Regions from separate parts of the Mus musculus genome. Here all the other regions are linked to region 3. A link is a contact called in public HiChIP or PLAC-seq data. All regions are on one chromosome and are shown on one strand. The core of a region is the stretch at or near the end of the contact, and the rest is flanking DNA. Distances in the headings are between cores, read along the strand shown. Region 1 has its middle 17 kb from the start of Myl10. Region 2 holds the start of Myl10 (myosin, light chain 10, regulatory). Region 3 has its middle 8.2 kb from the start of Gm38722. Region 4 overlaps Cux1 (cut-like homeobox 1).

The links. HiChIP or PLAC-seq counts read pairs in DNA pulled down with a chosen protein or histone mark.
Region 1: a contact with region 3 is called in an H3K27ac HiChIP or PLAC-seq map of large pre-B cells, with 2.7 times the contacts expected there. The contact joins two enhancer-like sites. A contact is called at or near these places in 2 of 39 promoter capture datasets (the 3T3-L1 cell line and the C10 cell line), 20 of 484 Hi-C or Micro-C datasets (B cells, the C10 cell line, DN3 thymocytes and 11 more), 4 of 115 datasets of contacts at active chromatin or transcription factors (DN3 thymocytes, T-cell acute lymphoblastic leukemia, embryonic stem cells and 1 more) and 1 of 9 other capture datasets (adipose tissue).
Region 2: a contact with region 3 is called in an H3K4me3 HiChIP or PLAC-seq map of the 230-238 cell line, with 48 read pairs. The contact joins the promoter of Myl10 here to the enhancer-like site in region 3. A contact is called at or near these places in 3 of 39 promoter capture datasets (the 3T3-L1 cell line, the C10 cell line and pre-B cells), 1 of 15 datasets of contacts at CTCF or cohesin (large pre-B cells), 23 of 484 Hi-C or Micro-C datasets (B cells, CD8 T cells, DN3 thymocytes and 14 more), 5 of 115 datasets of contacts at active chromatin or transcription factors (the 230-238 cell line, CD8 T cells, DN3 thymocytes and 2 more) and 2 of 9 other capture datasets (adipose tissue and pancreatic islet).
Region 4: a contact with region 3 is called in an HNF4G HiChIP or PLAC-seq map of pancreatic cancer cells. The contact joins two enhancer-like sites. A contact is called at or near these places in 1 of 39 promoter capture datasets (liver), 3 of 484 Hi-C or Micro-C datasets (the AML12 cell line, the G1E-ER4 cell line and Sertoli cells) and 4 of 115 datasets of contacts at active chromatin or transcription factors (bone marrow-derived macrophages, embryonic stem cells, kidney and 1 more).

What each region holds. Positions count from the first base shown.
Region 1 is chr5:136,708,598-136,712,891 of GRCm38.p6, forward strand. No RefSeq gene overlaps it. Among named protein-coding and RNA genes, the nearest start is that of Myl10, 17 kb to the left of the region's middle. Within about 2 kb of position 2,319, at least 15 of the 459 cell types and tissues checked have an H3K27ac peak or open chromatin away from gene starts, as enhancers often do.
Region 2 is chr5:136,690,708-136,695,092 of GRCm38.p6, forward strand. It overlaps Myl10 (myosin, light chain 10, regulatory), which reads left to right and starts at 2,969. Exons shown (of 6, transcript NM_001303021.1): 1 at 2,969-3,017; 2 at 3,528-3,603. The coding sequence starts at 3,540.
Region 3 is chr5:136,621,965-136,626,200 of GRCm38.p6, forward strand. No RefSeq gene overlaps it. Among named protein-coding and RNA genes, the nearest start is that of Gm38722, 8.2 kb to the right of the region's middle. Within about 2 kb of position 1,292, at least 141 of the 459 cell types and tissues checked have an H3K27ac peak or open chromatin away from gene starts, as enhancers often do. A contact at or near this core is called in the 230-238 cell line, CD8 T cells, DN3 thymocytes and 11 more, where this site is marked.
Region 4 is chr5:136,497,828-136,502,149 of GRCm38.p6, forward strand. All of the region lies in intron 1 of Cux1 (cut-like homeobox 1), which reads right to left. Among named protein-coding and RNA genes, the nearest start is that of Cux1, 68 kb to the right of the region's middle. Within about 2 kb of position 2,889, at least 101 of the 459 cell types and tissues checked have an H3K27ac peak or open chromatin away from gene starts, as enhancers often do. A contact at or near this core is called in bone marrow-derived macrophages and pancreatic cancer cells, where this site is marked.

The DNA.
Region 1 (4,294 bases), core at 1,069-3,568, 88 kb after region 3:
ATTGTCAGGGTCCTTTCGGCCGCTTCTACTGTCTAAGCCCTGTCCTGCTTCTCACGCTACTGTGGGTGGGAAGGTAGAGGACATACAATGGGAACCAGGAGCTCGGGACAATTCTCATCCGCACCCCACCCCCAAGCAGTGGGGGAGTCTGCATCCTGGAGTCTAGCCTGATTCAGCTTGGTGATATTCCACCTCTCTTGGAAGTCATGTCCGCGCCACCCCACCTTCCCCAGCTCAGCAGCTTCTTCTTACTGGAGCCTTAAAAGGGTTCCGGGAACAAAATACCTCTAAGGATCCACTTCCAGTGGCCTACTTCCTCCAGTATAAGCCCCGCCTCCTCCAATGCTTCCCCCCCCCCCCCCCCCACCAAGTAGCACCACCACCTGGGGATGTAGGCTTTAGCTCTCGGCCTGTGGAAGGGATTCCGTGTTCCAACTAAGGCTTGCCCGAGGCACCCTGCTGTGCGAGGCCTTCAGCTTGTCTTCCTGCTCACAGGGTGCTGTCCTGCTGCCTTCTTGCTGGTGTGGTCACGGTGGGAAAGGTGTAGTGATGCAGAGCAGTTGACATCAGAGTGGACAAAAAGACGCATCAGAAAGTATAATTGGTGGACAGGAAGCAGCAAGAGGCTGTCTGAGAGTGACATATGTTCAGAAAGCAAAGACTGCATCTGTCAGTAGCCCATGGTGTGGCTTTTTTTTTTTTTTTTTTTTTTTCGGGACAGAGATGTGACTCTTATATGCAGAGTCCCAAGGGTAGAGGAGATAGAGAACTGCTTATAGCTGGAAGAGAAGGAAACCAGCCTAGGTACTGGTGAGCAAGGCTGTCAGGGAGCCAGTAGCCAGCCTGTCATTGCTGCAGCTGCTCAAGAGGTAGGAGTGGGAGAAGGATTAAGCGAGGCTCCCAGAATCAGAAGACAGGATCTGGGGCCTCCAGTCAGTGCTGAATGGTCATGTGAACGGGGTTAGGAGTCTTCAAGGCCCCAGGAGTGTATATGAGGGCATTGACTCCCCAGAGGGGACAGATAGGAGCTTATACTCCAGTCTGCAAAGGTGGTGACAGAGGCCACTGATATGCACAGAGAGATGCCAGCCCTTGCCCTGTAAGGACTGGAAACACTAGAGGTTGCTAGCCTTTCCTCAAGGGTGGAGCTGTGGAGCCATCCCAAGAGGGCAGAGGGAATTGGTCGCTTGGCTGTCTGGGTTCCTTGTGTGTGTGTGTGTGTGTGTGTGTGTGAGAGAGAGAGAGAGAGAGAGAGAGAGAGAGAGAGAGAGAGAGAGAGATATGTTCTTGTGGAGAGCATGTGATGTGTGTGCACTGTGCCTGCATATGTGTACACATGACTGTGGAGGCCAGAGGTCAACCTTGGGTATCATTTCATAGGCACTGCTGATCTTACTTGTTTGAGACAGGGTCTCATGCTAGGACCTAGGGCTCATTGATTAAGGTAGGCTGGGTGGCCAGTGGGCTACAGGGACCCTGCCCCTATCTCTACTTCTTTAGTACTGGGATTCTACACACGCAACACCACATCCAGTTTTTTGGGGGGAGGTTGTTTTTGTTTTTGCTTTTTAATGTGAGTTCTGGGGAGTGAACCTGTGTCTTCATGCTTGTAAAACAAGCGCCTTACTGACTAAGCCATCTCCTCAGCTCCTTAGGTGCCCTCTCTTATGGGTCAGTATGGGTTCCTGATAGCCTCCAGCAGTTTCTGGACTAAGGAGTTTTGGTAGATTCTAGCTGTTCTCTTTAGGTCTCAGGGGTGCTGGCAGCCATTAAGGGACAAAATGCAGGTACACATTAGTCTAGAAGCAAAGTTCCTCTGACATTAGCTCTCAGTGGACACATTCTGGGGTGGAATCTAATGCCACCATGAAGTTTGTTGTTGTTGTTGTTGTTGCTGTTGTTGTTATTTTGTTTTATTTTTACATTTATTGTTTATCCACCTCATATGTGTCTGTATGCCCACACATATGTCATGGTATGTCTGTGGAGATCAAAGGACAAGTCAGATCTAGCCTTCCACCGTGTGTGTCCCCAGGGATCAAACTTAGAGTATCCAGTTTGGCAGAAAGCACATTTACCTGCAAAGCCATCTTGCCAGCCCCTCACCAGTGAGTTTTGCCAGAACTGACTGATTACCTCTGCGCCCCCCCCCAAAGGGAACAGGTTGGGTGTACCCATACTGCCCCATAAGCACCCAAGTATTTGTTCAGAGAACAGAATGTCAGCCAAGCCCAGGAACCCGAGACTTGTAACTATGTCCTCAATACTGGGTCATCAAAGGCTTCTAGGGGCCACTTGTCTGGTTTCCATGACATCATGGACCTTAAAGTGGCTCTCCCTATCCATGTGCCATGCATGAATGGGCCTCTTGTTCTCCCTAAAGCCATTATCGTCAGTGCTGGATCCCTGCCAGGGGCCAGGTGGGTCCTGGAGTGACTCAGGATGGGCGCCAAACATGTTCACGAGTCACAGCTGATGTTTCTGCAGCAGCAGTCTTAGCTGGCAGGTCTGTGGAGTGGATGCCACATTGTAGAGATCCAAGCTGTGAGCTACAGTGGGCACCTGGGGAGCTGGGTTGCCAACTCCTGCAAGGCACTGGATCTGCTTGTCTGCTGCTGGGCACTGACATCTGCCCTGGAGACTCAGAGGCATAGAAGGCCAGTGTAAGGTGAATAAGTTATTGGTCAGGTAAAGAGGGAGTGGGGCAAGAAGAGGAGCCCCGGGGCAATAGCCAGTACACTCCTCTGCAGAAGTTGGGGAGATCTGAGGTGTAGAGGTGGAGAGGAAGGCAGAATCGCAAGATGTATCCCAGGCTGGCCTTGAACTCACATTCCTCCTGCCTAAGCCTACTGAGTTCTGGGAGTTACAGGCCTGTGTCCTCACACTTGGTTTATTTCTGGCCATTTAAGCCTGATGACTTATACAAAAGCCAACAAGATGGCAACTGTTTGGAAGACTCCTATGACTCATTTTTTTTTTTAAGTAAATGAATCCTTAAAAAAAAAAAAAGTCCTTGGCTAAGGATGCTGCTCAGTTGGTGGGGGGTTTGCTTAGCAGGCAGGGATGCCTGGATTCCATCAGCACTGATGAGGTGGAGGTGAGAGAGTCAGGAATGCAGAGCCGGGGAGTTCAGAACCAGCGTGGCATACGGGAGACACATCTCTCTCTTTATATCAGGGCTGGAGAGATGCAGCATGTGGTGAGGAAGGGCTGCTTCTCCTGTAGGAGACTCGAGTTAAGTTCCCAGAAGCTCCGTCTAGTGACTCACAATCACCTGTAACTCTAGCTGCAGGTGTGTGTGTGTGTGTGTGTGTGTGTGTATGTGTGTGTATGTGTGTGTGTATGTGTGTGTATGTGTGTGTATGTGTGTGTATATGTGTGTATGTATGTGTGTGTATGTGTGTGTGTGCATGTGTGTGTATGTGTGTGTATGTGTGTGTATGTGTGTGTATATGTGTGTGTGTATGTGTGTGTATGTGTGTGTATATGTGTGTATGTATGTGTGTGTATGTGTGTGTATGTGTATGTGTGTGTGCATGTGTGTGTATGTGTGTGTGCATGTGTGTGTGCATGTGTGTGTGTATGTGTGTGTATGTGTGTGTATGTGTGTGTGCATGTGTGTGTGTGCATGTGTGTGTATGTGTGTGTGTGTGTATGTGTGTGTATGTGTGTGTGTGTATGTGTGTGTCCAGATTCCTCTTCTGGCCTCCCTGGGTCTGCATACATGTGGTATATAACACACACACACACACACACACACACACACTAAAAATAAATAAACACTTTCTTTTTTTTCAAGACAGGGTCTCACTGTCTTGGAACTTGCTTTGCAGACCAGGCTGGCCTCAAATTCAGAGATCCTCCTGCCTCTGCCTCTGTAAGTGCTGGGATTAGAGGTGTGAGCTGCTATGCCCAGCCTTTTTTTTTTTTTTTGTAAAGAAGAGTTAAGGCTCCAGACTCAGGTAGGTGGGAATCATACCGTGCACTGTGCACAGACTACAAGCCGGAAGCTTGAATGCAAACACAAGCAGAACTCGATGCTTCTCTGCACTTCAAATTTTCCTTATGGCGCAAATGCTTCCTCTCTGAGCTCTGGCCAAGATAACCAACCATAACAGCAGCCATTGTCAGTTCTGAATGCTTGGCCTGAGTCTTGGGGCAGAGTGGATGGGAAGCCAGCACTTGGCATTCTGGACTCTCCCATGTTCTTGTCTGTGAGATACCCATAGACACAGACACACACACAAACACACACATAAACATACAGACACACAAACACACTCACACACATATA
Region 2 (4,385 bases), core at 1,719-4,218, 70 kb after region 3:
CACATGGAAGGTGGAGACACAAGGATCAGAAACTCAAGATCATCCTTAGCTACATAATGAGTCTGAGTCTGTAGGCCAGCCTGGGCTACATGAGACTCTAAGTTTAAAAAGAAAAGGTTGTGCTGGGATACCCAAGGGCCTCTACCCTCTCATAGGAGAAGGGGAGGGGTGATGGGGGCATGGGTTGTGAAAAGGGGTGACTGGGAGGGGACAGCAATTGGGATGTAAAGGAAATAAACAAAAAGAAAAAAATAAATTTGGTCGTCAGAAAAATAAAGGTTAACATAAGCAGGGAGACAAAGACTTAAGGAATGTAAAAGTCGTGTGTGTGTGTGTGTGCGTGTGTGTGTGTGTGTGTGTGTGTGTGTGTGTGTAGGCATGTACGTATATATGCAGAGGCGAGAGAAGGATGTCAGTTGTCCTGAACTATAACTGGCCACCATATTCCCTTGAGACAGGGTCTTTCACTGAACCTGGCGTTGACCTAGCAGAACAAACCTCATCTATGCCCATCTCTACCTCCCCTAGCGTTAGAGTTACAGTTGGGGGGCAAATGCACCTGGATTTTTATGGGAGTTCTGAGAATTTGAAGTAAGGTCTTCCTGTTTCTTCAGGAAGCTCTCTTACCCACTAACCCAGTCTCCCCAGTCACGAGATCTGCCTTTCTTACCACAAGAGCCAGGGTGAAAATTCAGGTCAGGGTGACCCCCTTCTTTCTTGGACTGTTTCCTGCAGAATAAAGCTTATCTTTCAAAGGTGTAGTATGGACTTGAACTTCCAAGCCAGATAAAAGGTGCCCTTCCTGCTTTGCAGGGCTCTTAGCCTCCAGGAGGGCCTGTGGCCAGGTGGACCTGAAAGACCAGGGTGGAAAACATGTGTGTGTGTGTGTGTGTGTGTGTGTGTGTGTGTGTATAGGGGGGCAGTGATACAGCCCTGAGAACTAGTGGAATATCCTGCTGACGGAAGTGATAATTTTTTATTAATCAGAGGAAAATGTATATGTAATTACGAGAGATGAACTCCACAGGGGAGTTCTTTTCTTTATGATATCTGAAGGGATTTATAAATATTTCCTAGGCTTAGAGCATCCCCTGTGTGGCCTCTTTGCCAGCCACCCCCCTCTTTCAAAGGATTACTCAAGACTAGCACCCAGTAAAAGCTAATTATAAGTCGCTGGGTTGTTGCTCCTGACATGGGCCCAGGGGCCCTGGGGAAAGGGAGAGTGGGGTGGGAGTGGGGAGACCACACAGGTGCTAGAGTAAGTGTGAGCAAAGCTAGGGAAACCCCAGCTAGGGGGACTAGGCAATGGCTGCTGTCTGGCAGGGACCCCAGGCCCAGACTTTTGCTCCTTTCTGACATTAAGAGTCACTTTTAAGGATCTGGGCAGAGCTGTGTTGGTAACATGCTTGCTCTGTGAACATAATGTCCTGAGTTTGATTCTCCAGAACTCAGGTGGAGAAAAGGTGGGTGTGGTGTCACGTGCTTGGAATCCCAGTGCTGAGGAAATACCAACCCAGAGGACACAGAGATGGTGGGTCATGGAGGCGTGCTATCCAGCCTAGTAGAATAGGTAAGCTCTGTCCAGTAAGAGATCTTGTCTCAATACTGTAACTAAAAAATGGCCCAGCCAGTAAAAGATGCTTGCTGCCAAGTCTAATGACCTGAATTCAATATTCAGTCTCTCTGATCCCTCACATGATGAAAGGAGACAACCAACACCTGAAATCTGTCGTCTAACTTACACACGGACACACGGACACACGGACACACACACACACTATGGGCCAGATATTAGGGATAATAGGCAGCTCAAAGAGAGATTTGGGGTGGGGAAAGAACCCACATGAGTGGACAGGGAGCTCTGAGATCCTGTCTAGAAACAAGTACTGCAGGGGCTGAGAGAGTATGCTAGGAATATTCTGGAAGCTTTTAGCAGCTGGACAACAAGACTAGGTCTCATCAGAGTGGATGGTGACTGGTGGGAGATCCGGAAGCCTCACACAAGGGCTGAGGCTAGAAAAGAGCCCATCTGACCCCACCTGCACCAGGGGCCTGGGCAGGGTGGGCCACTGAGTCATGAGTAGCTGCCCCACCCCCACCCTGCGCAGTGGACCCTCTGCAGATGTCTCTCCTGAACTGAGAAAAGCAAGTGTTGGTTACTTCTCTCTAGCTGTGGGGAAAAAATAAATACCAAAGCAAGGTAAATTTGTTCTGGCTTAGTGTTCAAGGATACAGCCCAGCTTCCGGTGGGGTTATCTGCATCCGCAGTCAGAAAGCAGAGAAGGCAGGAACTCAGCTCTCTCTCTCTTTTTTATTCAGTTCAGGACCCCAGCCCATGGGATGATGCCACCTACTCTTAGGGTGGTTCTTCCCACCTCAGTTAACTAATCTAGAAACTTGCTTGCAGCGGTGCCCAGAGGTTTGTCTCCATGGTGGCTCTAGGTCTTGTCCAGTTGACACTTGTGAAACTCTGTACAGGGCTTTCAGCCGGCTGCTATTTGTATGGGGAAGACGGGCAGAGCTCCCTGGACCACGGTGTTCAGGGACCCGTGGCTGGCACTGGTGACTTCGGACCTCTGAAAGAGACAACAGCTACAGGTTTTATCTCTTGTGCCTAGGCACCCAGAAGAGCCCGCAAGAGAGTAGAAGGCACAGCCAGCTCCAATGTCTTTTCGATGTTCGATCAGTCCCAGATTCAGGAGTTTAAAGAGGTTGGTTGGTGGCCCTGGTGACCCTGGGGACCCTGGGAGTCTATATTAGTTAGATTTCTTGTTGCTGCAACAAAGTGCCTGACAAAAGCGATTTAAGGAAGGAAGGAGTCCCTAATTCTGGCTCACAGTTCTACAGTCTGTGAGGGTTGGGGAAGGCATAGGGGCAGGAACATGAGCTGGTTACACACACACACACCGGCAGCCAGGGGCAGGAAGTCAAGAGAGGTGAAAGCCAGCGCTCAGCTCATGTCTCCGTTTCATTCAGTCAAAAACCCAGCCCGTGGGATAGTGCCGCCCTCACTTAAGGTAGGTTTTCCCACCTCACTCCAGTCTAGAAACCCCCTCACAGACGTACCCAGAGAGGTTTCCATGATGATTCTAAATCTAACCAAATGAACAATAATAAAGATGGACCATCACAGGAGGATTATTCAAGGAGCCCACCGTGACTGCTCACACTGTCATCATTCAAAGTTCTTATGGCTGCCTTTGTGGCTCTATTCTCTAGCCAAGCCTGTACTCTCTGTGTGACCCATGGAAATGCTTTTCCCTTTCTGAGTCTCAATTTCCATCTCCAAGACTCAAAGTCTCTTTTTGAGCCCCTGTTTCTGTCTGTGAGCCAAAGCTCTCAGGATAGAGGTTCAGAGAGGGTTCCCAGGATGCAGTGCGCATGAGACTAAATTGGAGACCTGGGCGCTTACAGGCTCCAGGTTGAGGTTTCTATGGCTGCAGACAGCCAAGGACACTCTGGGGAGAAGGGCAGGAACCTGTTGGTCTGGGTGGGCCCTGGCGGTTCAGAGCCAATGTCTCCATCAGGCCTTCACTATCATGGACCAGAACCGCGATGGCTTCATTGACAAGGAGGACCTGAGGGACACCTTTGCTGCACTGGGTGAGTAAAGCATCAGCTGGCAGAAGCTTGGCGCTTAGGGTAGAGCTAAGGATTGCGGTGGGAAGAGGGGCAGACCAAGGCAGCCACAGTGAGGGGCTTGAGAACTGGGAAGCCCAGGGAGGGAAAAGTTTCCAATGTGACAAGAGGACTTGGTGGCTAGGGAAAGACAGTTTAAGGTTTGTTTGTTTGTTTGTTTTGATGTTGTGCAAAGGCCCTGGGGTAGTGAGAGGTCAAAGAGGTACTGTAGCACATGCCTGTAATCCCAGCACTCTCATACCGGGGCAGGCGGATTTCTGACTCAGTGTCTGCCTATATTACATGACAAAATGCTGTCTCAAAAGTTGGGTTTGGAGAAGCAAGGGTGGTTGAACGAAGGTACCGATGTGGATTGAGTTTTGAATTTCTGGGATCCTGAGTGTCTACTGGGACCTTGCAGCATCCCAGGAATGCATGAGACCTGGGGCTCCCTATGCAGCTGCTGCCTCCTCCTCCTCCTCCTCCTCCTCCTCCTCCTCCTCCTCCTCCCCTCCCTTTCTCCTCCTCTTTCTTCTTCTTCTTCTTCTTCTTCTTCTTCTTCTTCTTCTTCTTCTTCTTCTTCTTCTTCTTCTTCTTCTTCTTCTTCTTCTTCTTTTCCTCCTCCTCCTCCTCCTCCTCCTCCTCCTCCTCTTCTTCCTCTTCCTCTCCTCCTCCTCCTCTCCTTCCCCTCCTCCTCCCCTCCCTCCCTCCTTCCCTCCCTCCCTCCCTCCCTTTTGCTTTTGCTTGTTTGTTTTTGTTTCACTTTT
Region 3 (4,236 bases), core at 42-2,541:
CCCACGTGGTTGAAGGAAAGAACTGACTCCTAGAGTTTGTCCTCTGACCTCCACAGGCCGGCTTTGGCATAAGCTTTCCCTACCCCTACTCCCTTAAAGTGATCTTTTCTTTTCTCTTCTTTTCTTTTCTTTCTCTTTTGTTTTTGTTTGTTTTGCTTGTTTGTTTGTTTGTTTTTAAACCCTCAAAATGAACAAATAAATTTTAAGAACCCTCTAACCAGAAAAGAAACAACAACAGCAAAACAGTAATAAACCCAGGAGCATGATCTTCTGGTACACACATGTAACTGACAGGCTGACAGGGGTCAGCCTGGGCTTCAGAGTGAACCTTGCCTTAAACAGACCAGATACACAGTCTTGAGGGGAGATAGGAGTTCTACTGGATGGTCCCACTCTCATCTCGGGAGCTTGGACCTATCCAGCCCCACCTTGGTGGTCTTGTTTTCTGCCACGTGTTTAGAGGAGCCTTTTTTTTTTTTTTTTTTTTTTTTTTTTTTTTTTTTTTTGAGACAGGGTTTCTCTGTATTGCCCTGGCTGTCCTGGGACTCACTTTGTAGACCAGACTGGCCTCAAACTCAGAAATCCACCTGCCTCTGCCTCCTGAGTGCTAGGATTAAAGGCGTGTGCCACCATGCCGGGCCGAGGAGCCTTTTTTATTAAGGAAGCTTTCATCCAGGCCGACCTTGATCCTTTGCAGAGGCCATGGGAGCTAAGGAAAGTTAGGGAGCAAGAGAAGCTTTTTCTCTTGTGGGAAAGCCTTGTCATCTTTCCAGGTGAGGATGGTAGCCCCGATTTTCTCATGAACCGGCATCCCCAAAGGCAGGGATCATTCTGGATTGCTTTTGGGAGTCAACTCATTGCTCAGGACTTGGGAATGCCGTAGGTCCTCAATCAATACTCCAAGGGTTGGATTCCGCAGAACCATGTGCCTGCGGCACCCATCCAGCTAAGATAGTCACAACCTCGGAGTAGGCTTAGGGAGAGGTGGCCTGGCTTCAGGAGGGTATTGGGTGCAAAGAAAAGCATCGTGGGGGGCCGTTTGGGGTCCTCCCGGGGCGCTTAACCTTGGCTTTCTCTGCTGGCTGGGTTGTGGCTCCTTACTCCAGGGCCTCGGGCTGCGCGCCAGAGAAGAGGAGGAGGCGTCTACCGTCTGCACCCATCACCTGAGCTGTACCGGGCGGGGAGGATAACAATTATTGGGAGAGGTTGAAAAAAAAATCATTATCAAATAACTACAGCTTGCAAAAGTTGGAGGGTGGAAAGGAAAATGCGGTCCGGATCGCTGCAGGATCGCGCGGCTGCTGGAGCTGCGCCGCGCAGCGCCGCGGTAGCCGATCTGGAAGGAGAAACATCTGCAAGGCATTTGTGCGAGGCTCACCTTTGAGACCTCGCGGTTGGAAGGAGGCGCTGAGTTCGCGCAAAAGGAAAATCGCTCCAAGGTTTTCTTAGGGGGACCCTGACTGGCGCGGGCTGAGGAGGCTAGGGAGTTGGGGAAGAGCGCCCCCTGTCAGGCGCACGAAGAGCCTTGATGACCCGAAAGGAAAGCTACCACCTTAGCCTCAGTTTCCCAATCTTTCTCTCTTTACCCCTCCTCCTTCCCCTCACCCTCATGTAGCCCAGGCTTTTTATGTAGCTGAGGCTGGCCTTGAACACTTCACCTTCCTTCTTCAGTCTCCCAAGTGCTGGGATTGCAAGTCTGCCTTCTAAGATACATTTTCAGCAGTATATGAATGGGAGTTAACGTTAAATTCACCAATCCGTTCATGTGACGAATTACGATGTCACTTTAAAAAAATCTTTAAAAGATAGCATGTCCAAGGAAAAAGGGGGAAACTTTTTTCCTGATAAAACAGAAGTGGCTTTTCGGAAATGTTTTTCCTTTTGGCAGCTTCATAAGACACTGTGATCAGCCAACGCCTTACTACCCTTTCCTCTGCAACAGCCTGCTTTCCCGTTCCCCCTCTCTCCTACCTTCATGCCCCTCTCTTATACCCCCACCCCGTAAGCAGTCACAGCCAGGTGTTCATGACACCAAGAGTCATTGACAGCCCACCACATGCTTCACCCCCATTCTGCTCCTCCCTTCCCTCTTTCCAGATGTTCCCTGGGCCTTGGAATGGTGACACAACGTGCTGGGTGGGACCGGGCATTCAGCAGCCACCTGTTCTCACCCCTTGGACCAGCTGAGTTCCCCCCCCCCCCAAGCACTGCCCATTCAAGAAGCCCTTCTCTGGTCAAAGCTGAGGGCTTCCTTAGTCTGTGTGTGTCCCCCCAAAACAAGGTTTCTCTGTGTAGCCCTGGCTGTTCTGGAACTCACTCTGTAGACTAGGCTGTCCTTGAACTCAGAGCTCTGCCTGACTCTGCCTCCCGAGTGCTAGGACTAAAGGTGTCTGCCACCACCGCTCAGCTTAGTCTATGGGTACAAGCACTGTTTCGAAAGCAGTTTAGGATTATGGAGATGGCTCAGTTACTAAAGGCACTTTCTGCTACACGTGAAGACCTGGGTTGGCTCTCCAGGACCCACAGGAGAGAGGAGAGAACCAACTTCTTCAGGTTGTCCTCTGGCTGTCAAAACTTGTGCCATGGGTGTCCTCACATACAAAATAAGTAAATAAATGCAATAAAAAAAATTAAGAATAGAAGGCAGCTTATGAGGTCACTTGACAGGTCACCAGGAGTTCCCTGTAGGGCCTGACCTTTCCAGGCTCAGACATTTCCCCAGTTCTGCTTGACAAGCCTTCCTTCCATCCCTTGGGGCAGATCTCCTCACATCCAATCCTAAAGACAGAATCTTATTTGTAGCTGAGGCTGGCCTTGAACCATCCATATCCTTTTGTCTCTCTGCCTCTTGAGTGCTAGGATCACAGGGAGGTACCGCTGTGTCCAATATATTCTTCTTCCCTCCCTCCCTCCTTCTTCCCTCCCTCCCTCCCTCCTTCTTCCCTCCCTTCCTCTGTCTTAGAAGGTCTCCTGTAGCCCAAGCTGGCCTCAAACTCACTACAAGGCCAAGGATGCCCTTGAACTCCTGATCCTCATGCCTCCACCTAAAACCAGGATCATAGGCATGCAGCCTTGCACTCTGTTTTGAGTAGCCAAAAAGTTCCTTGGAGGCTCAGCTGGTGGAGTGCGTGCCTACCACTCAGAAGCCCTTGGCTCCATCCAGCTCTGCCTAAACCAGGAATGGTGGTGTATGACCGTATTCAGGAGGTAGAGACAAGAGCTGAATCAGAAGTTCAAGGCCGTTCTTCAACACATAGAAAGTTTGAGACAAGCCTGGACTACACAAGACCCCGTGCCCTCCTGTCTCCCCTACCTCCCCTTTAAAGAGCCTAAGTTTCTAATTCAGGGACCAGGGCAAGCCTTTCAGCCTGCTGATCCAGCTGAACCAGGGTGGCCGACAAGGAGCCTCACAGCAGCTCACTGCCGGTTCTTGCAGTCAGAGGAGAGTCTAGCAGAGCCAATTTCCAATGACTGAAATAATCCTCGTTTGGACGAGCAAGGTTGTTGTTGGCTCTGTATGTGCCTTTGGTCACTTCCTGTCCAGTCTGAGGAGATAAGAGGGCCACTGTGTGGGAACCATACGGCACCTTAAGGACCTCCATCGGGGTTGTAGGTGGGGGAAGAGACCCTGAGGTGACACAGACTTGTATTATTGCCACCTACCCTGGTTTTGTCTTTTTTCTGTTTTTCGGGGGGGGGGGGCTGCCTTGGTACCAACTGTCACCAAATTGTAATTAGCCCAGCCCCCAAAGCCCCCCGAGAACAGAAAGATAAGAGACATCTTCAGAAAGGGAAGGGAGACGCAAACCTCACAGGAAGCCAAGCGGGCAAACCGTCACTTGAGCTGAAGTGAGAACTGCCTTTCTTTTCCAGCCAAGGGTGACTTTGGTGCCTCTAGGGTCAGGTGGGGTCACAGAGGGCAGAACTCTGTGTGCCTTCAGGGTGTGGAAATGGTGACCAAGTCTTTACTCTTTTAGAGAGATTTTGGGGGCTGGAGCTGTTGTTTAGTGGTAGAGTGTGTGTCTGGTATGTGCAAAGCCCAACACTTCAAATAAAAAACAAAACTGTTACTGGCGGTTCAAGTCTATTATCCCAATTACTTGAGTGGAGCCAAGAGGTAGGGGTGCGTAGCTTTAATCCCAGCACTCAAGAGGCAGAGACAGATTGATCTCGGTAAGTTCAAAGCCAGCCTGTCTACAGAGCCAGTTCTAGGATAGCCAGGGTTATACAGAGAAA
Region 4 (4,322 bases), core at 1,639-4,138, 120 kb before region 3:
GCTGCTGATCATTTTCAGGATCTGAGCAGGCTGTATTTCCTTATTCTTCAAGCAGCTGAGCACTTGGGAGCTGGTTCTTTCTCACACAGCCCCACGCTCTTAGAATAAAAAGTGTACATGTATATGTGTGCGGGGACACAAGTGTGCTCAGACTGTGGATGCCTTCACTGTAGTTCCTAAGGAGCTGTCCACCTTGGTTTTTAGACAGGGTTTCTCAGTAGCTAGAATTCCTCTAGGAGGCTAGGGTGGCTGGCCAGTGAGCCCCAGAGATCTACCTGTTCCTCCCTAGCCCTAGGATAACAAGTACATGACACCATGCCCAGCTTCTTTAAAAACAAAACAAAAAATGGATTATGGGGGTTGAACTCAGGTCCTGAAGCTTTTTCTAAGTAAGCAACCAGGTGTCTTGAGCTCAAGGCAGCCCAGGCTCCATCCTAGAGCTAGTTCCTCCTAGGATAAGATTTGGGCATTTTCCTAAAGGCCTCTAAGCTTCAGTTTTCTCTCCTGTAAAAATGCATAACTGACTAGACCTCCCAGAGTGGCTAGGAAACTCTCCCCAACCTTTTCTCTAATGTGCGCGTGCGCGCGCACACACACACACACACACACACACACACACACACACACACGGCCAACCCTTTCATGATGGTGCATATTTGTCATCCTAGCACTTGGGAAACTGAGAGGCAGGGGGATCAAAGCAAGTCCAAGGCCAGCCTAGGCTACAATACTAAGTGCTAAGTACTCGGGTCTACACAAAGAGCAAAAAGTCTTGTTTCCAAAAACAAACCACTATGATGAGTGTAATCCTAGACCTCAGGAGACTGAGGCAGGAGGGTCATCAGTTCTAGCCCAGGCCACCAGGGATACACAGCAAGATCCTCTCTCCCCAGCCAAAAAGGAGGCAGGGGAACTGTGACCCCATGACCATCCTGGACTATAACACCAGAAACTAGGAGAGAGGTGTGGAGTTAAAGCTCTGTAGCTAAGCACTTGCTGCATGCGCCCAAGGCCCTGGGCTTGCTCTCCAGCACTGCAAAAAAAAGCAAAATGAGAAAAAATCTAAACACTCCAAAGAGTTGCAGGAGAGTTGGGTGCTTAAGAGACGGGATTGTGAAAGTTAAGAGCCATCGCAGTTACAGGTGAAGTGCTAATAACTTCATTTTGAAACTGTTGGGTTGGATGTGTGTGTGTGTGTTTTTTTTAAATCACAGCTGTGCCTTGCACCACAACCCTACCTGTAGCTGTGTTCCCTTCTCACATTTTAATTAGCAAATAAAAGCTCTGAAAGGCTCTCAAGATGTTTCTGCCTGGAGTTATAAGTCAAAGTGAAAAAGACACTAAGCTGTTCCCCGGAAAAGCCAAACTCAGAGCAGACATCTATCAACTGCTTGCCTGAGTTCATGGGGAACTTGGATTTAGTTCAGGACTGCCACCTCTGAACCAGCTGAGCCATCCTTGACTTTACTTTTGTGGTTAATTTTTGAGATTTTCAGGGCCTGGTGCCTAAAGCAGAGTAGTTTTAAGGGCCATTTTAATTCACAGTGAGAATGGCCTCCAGCCCTCTTCAAACCTGGAAGTGCTGCTACCTATCTACTCACACTAGTCCCTAGGACAGGAACTCTATTTATCCGCTGTACCCCAGCTTGTCCAAAAGTTGGCGGGTCCCCTAGCTACAGTCACACAAAGCTAGCTAATGAGTCACTGCTACTGTCTGGAGTTGCCTAAAGGATGGAGACAGACAATTAACAAGCACAATTACCACAAACTCTTGCTGCCACATAGTGTGTGTGAGGAGGAGGGGGGCTATTCTGATACTAATTCAGTCATAGCCAGTCCTGTTCCCATCAGAAGTGACCCCACATCCTAGGTGTCTCTTCTGTACCCCCATCACCAATCAAAACTCCTTGGGGCAGGAAATTACACTCACTGCAATTTGTTCCTTGGGTTATGGCTATGGCTTGGTTGGTAGAGTGTTCCCATGAAACCCTGAGTGCATTCCCAGGACTTCATAAACCAGGTGTGGTCATGCATTCCCAAAATCACCACACTGGGGAAGTGGAGACAGAAGGATCAGGAGTTAAGACATCCTGAGCATGGTGAGTTGGAAGCCATCTTGGGCTACATGAGACCCTGCCTCAGAAGAAATAAAGGAACAAACCACAAAAAGACTTTCAGGAGAAGGTGACTGCAGACTTGTTCCCAGCAGACCCCATTCCTAAGCGCTCTGTCTGCTAGCAGGTTTCTCCAGAGCTCCCTGTGCGGCTGCATAGCACTTACAGCATGCACTTGCCAACAGCAATATCATGGTCTGTGTGGTGGGAAGGTCTGAACTGGGGTGTCTAATGGGATTGGGATAAGTCTGTCTTAACCCTACAAACAGGAAGAGGCCGTTGCTGTCTCAGAGGCAGCTGCATCAAGGTTACAGAGATGTATGGACATGAAAGGGGACTGCATGAATTCAGAGCATCACTCTGGAGGAACAGCCTTGGGTCCATGACGCGGGGAGCCTACTTTCCTCCCTCCTGGCTCAGGAGCAGATTTATTTATAGACTGGGCTCCTAGCAGGGAATGTAAAGAAAGGAAATAGAGGTCCTCAAAACTGCCCTGGCCCTCAGGGCACTCACAAGGCCTACACGGCTTGGACCTCTTCCAGGAAGAGCAGGTATCAGGACCAGCTGTGAGTATGGACAGAGGGCTTCCCCTGCAAGCAGAGTCGGAGAAAGTGCTTCCTGCCAAGGATCAGGAAGATACAAAGGTAGCAAAGGAAGCAGGGAGGCTACATGCAGCCCCAAGAACAGGAAAGAGGGAAGATTCCAGAAGGCAGGGGGAATAAAAATAGCTGCTGTCAGTTTACTGAGTCATCTTTTATGTCCCTTGTGGTTTTTAATCCCCGTGACAACCTAACACAGTGCTCTCTGCCTGCTGTACTGTCAGGCACCCTGACATTCACAGGTACAGCCAGCTGGCCAGACGCAGCCCAGCAGGACCTCACCAGCAGAGAGGCCACCACTTCCACAGAGCTTGGCCCCAAATTGCAGGGCCCTCCTATTTTAAAGTCCGGGGGCTGTATCTGTCCTGTGATGAGGTCTGTCTTTGTGTCCCCAGCTTTCTCTCTGGGTTTCCCTACTAGTCCCTCCCACCAGGGGGACTGCCAGAGCCAGGTCTGCTTTTTGTTTGTTTGTTTGTTTGTTTGTTTGTTTCAAATGTAGAAAATACTCCAATTTATTCACGAAAACATTAGAATTATTTATCACGATTCACTCATCCATACCCATCTTCCCTGGTCTGCTTTAAACAGGGTAAAGCACCATCTTCACTAGTGAGCTCCTAGGTCACAGTTGCTGAGAAAGGGAGGGGGAAACACACCTGTGACCACAAAGCTTGGAAAGCAGAGGCAGGAGGATTGTGAATCCATGATCAACTGGGGTTACATTGAGAGACCTTGTCTGAAGAAACAACCAATAAAGAGCTAGCTATGATGGAGCACACCTGTGATCCCAGCTCTTTGGAGGTGGCGGCAAATGGGCCAAGAGTTTAAGTCAGCTTCAGGTACACTGAGTTCAAAGCCTACCTAGGCTACATAAGACCATGTTTCAAAAACAAACAAGAATGGTTTAAGAGATAAAATAAAACAAACAAACAAACAAACAAGAAAACCCACAAGAATAGAGGGAAGAAAGCTGCAGCTCAACAATGAGCCCACAGGGTGGGGGAGGCTGGGGGGGGGGGGAGGCTAGAAGGGAATGGGATGTATACTTTTAACTGTGTGTGTGTGTGTGCATGGATGTGCACATGTGCAAGGCACTGAGGGTTTATTATTCTATTACTTACCACCCTGTCATTTATTGACTTATTTTTAAGTTATTACTTTGTGTGTGTGCATGTGTGTGAGCATACACAGGACACGCATACACAGGACACATGTGTGCATGTGTGTGAGCATACACAGGACACATGTGTGCATGTGTGTGAGCACACACAGGACACGCATAAGAAAGTCAGAAGACCTGGAAGGCTTGGGTTCTGCCTTTCCATCACTTGAGCCCCAGAGACGGAACTCAGATCATCCAGCTTGGCATTAAGTACCTTTACTGCTGAAATATCTTGCAAGCCTTCCATGTGGCTTTTTGAAAGGCGCTCTCTCTCTCTCTCCCTCTCTCTCTCTCCCTCTCTCTCTCTCTCTCTCTCTCTCTCTCTCTCTCTCTCTCTCTCTCTCTGAATGGGTAAGTGGCTCCCTAGTTTCAGCTCCCAGGTGCTATAATCCTGCAGGCACAAGCTTCCACGCCCAGCATTTGCCATGGGTGCTGGGGATCCAAACA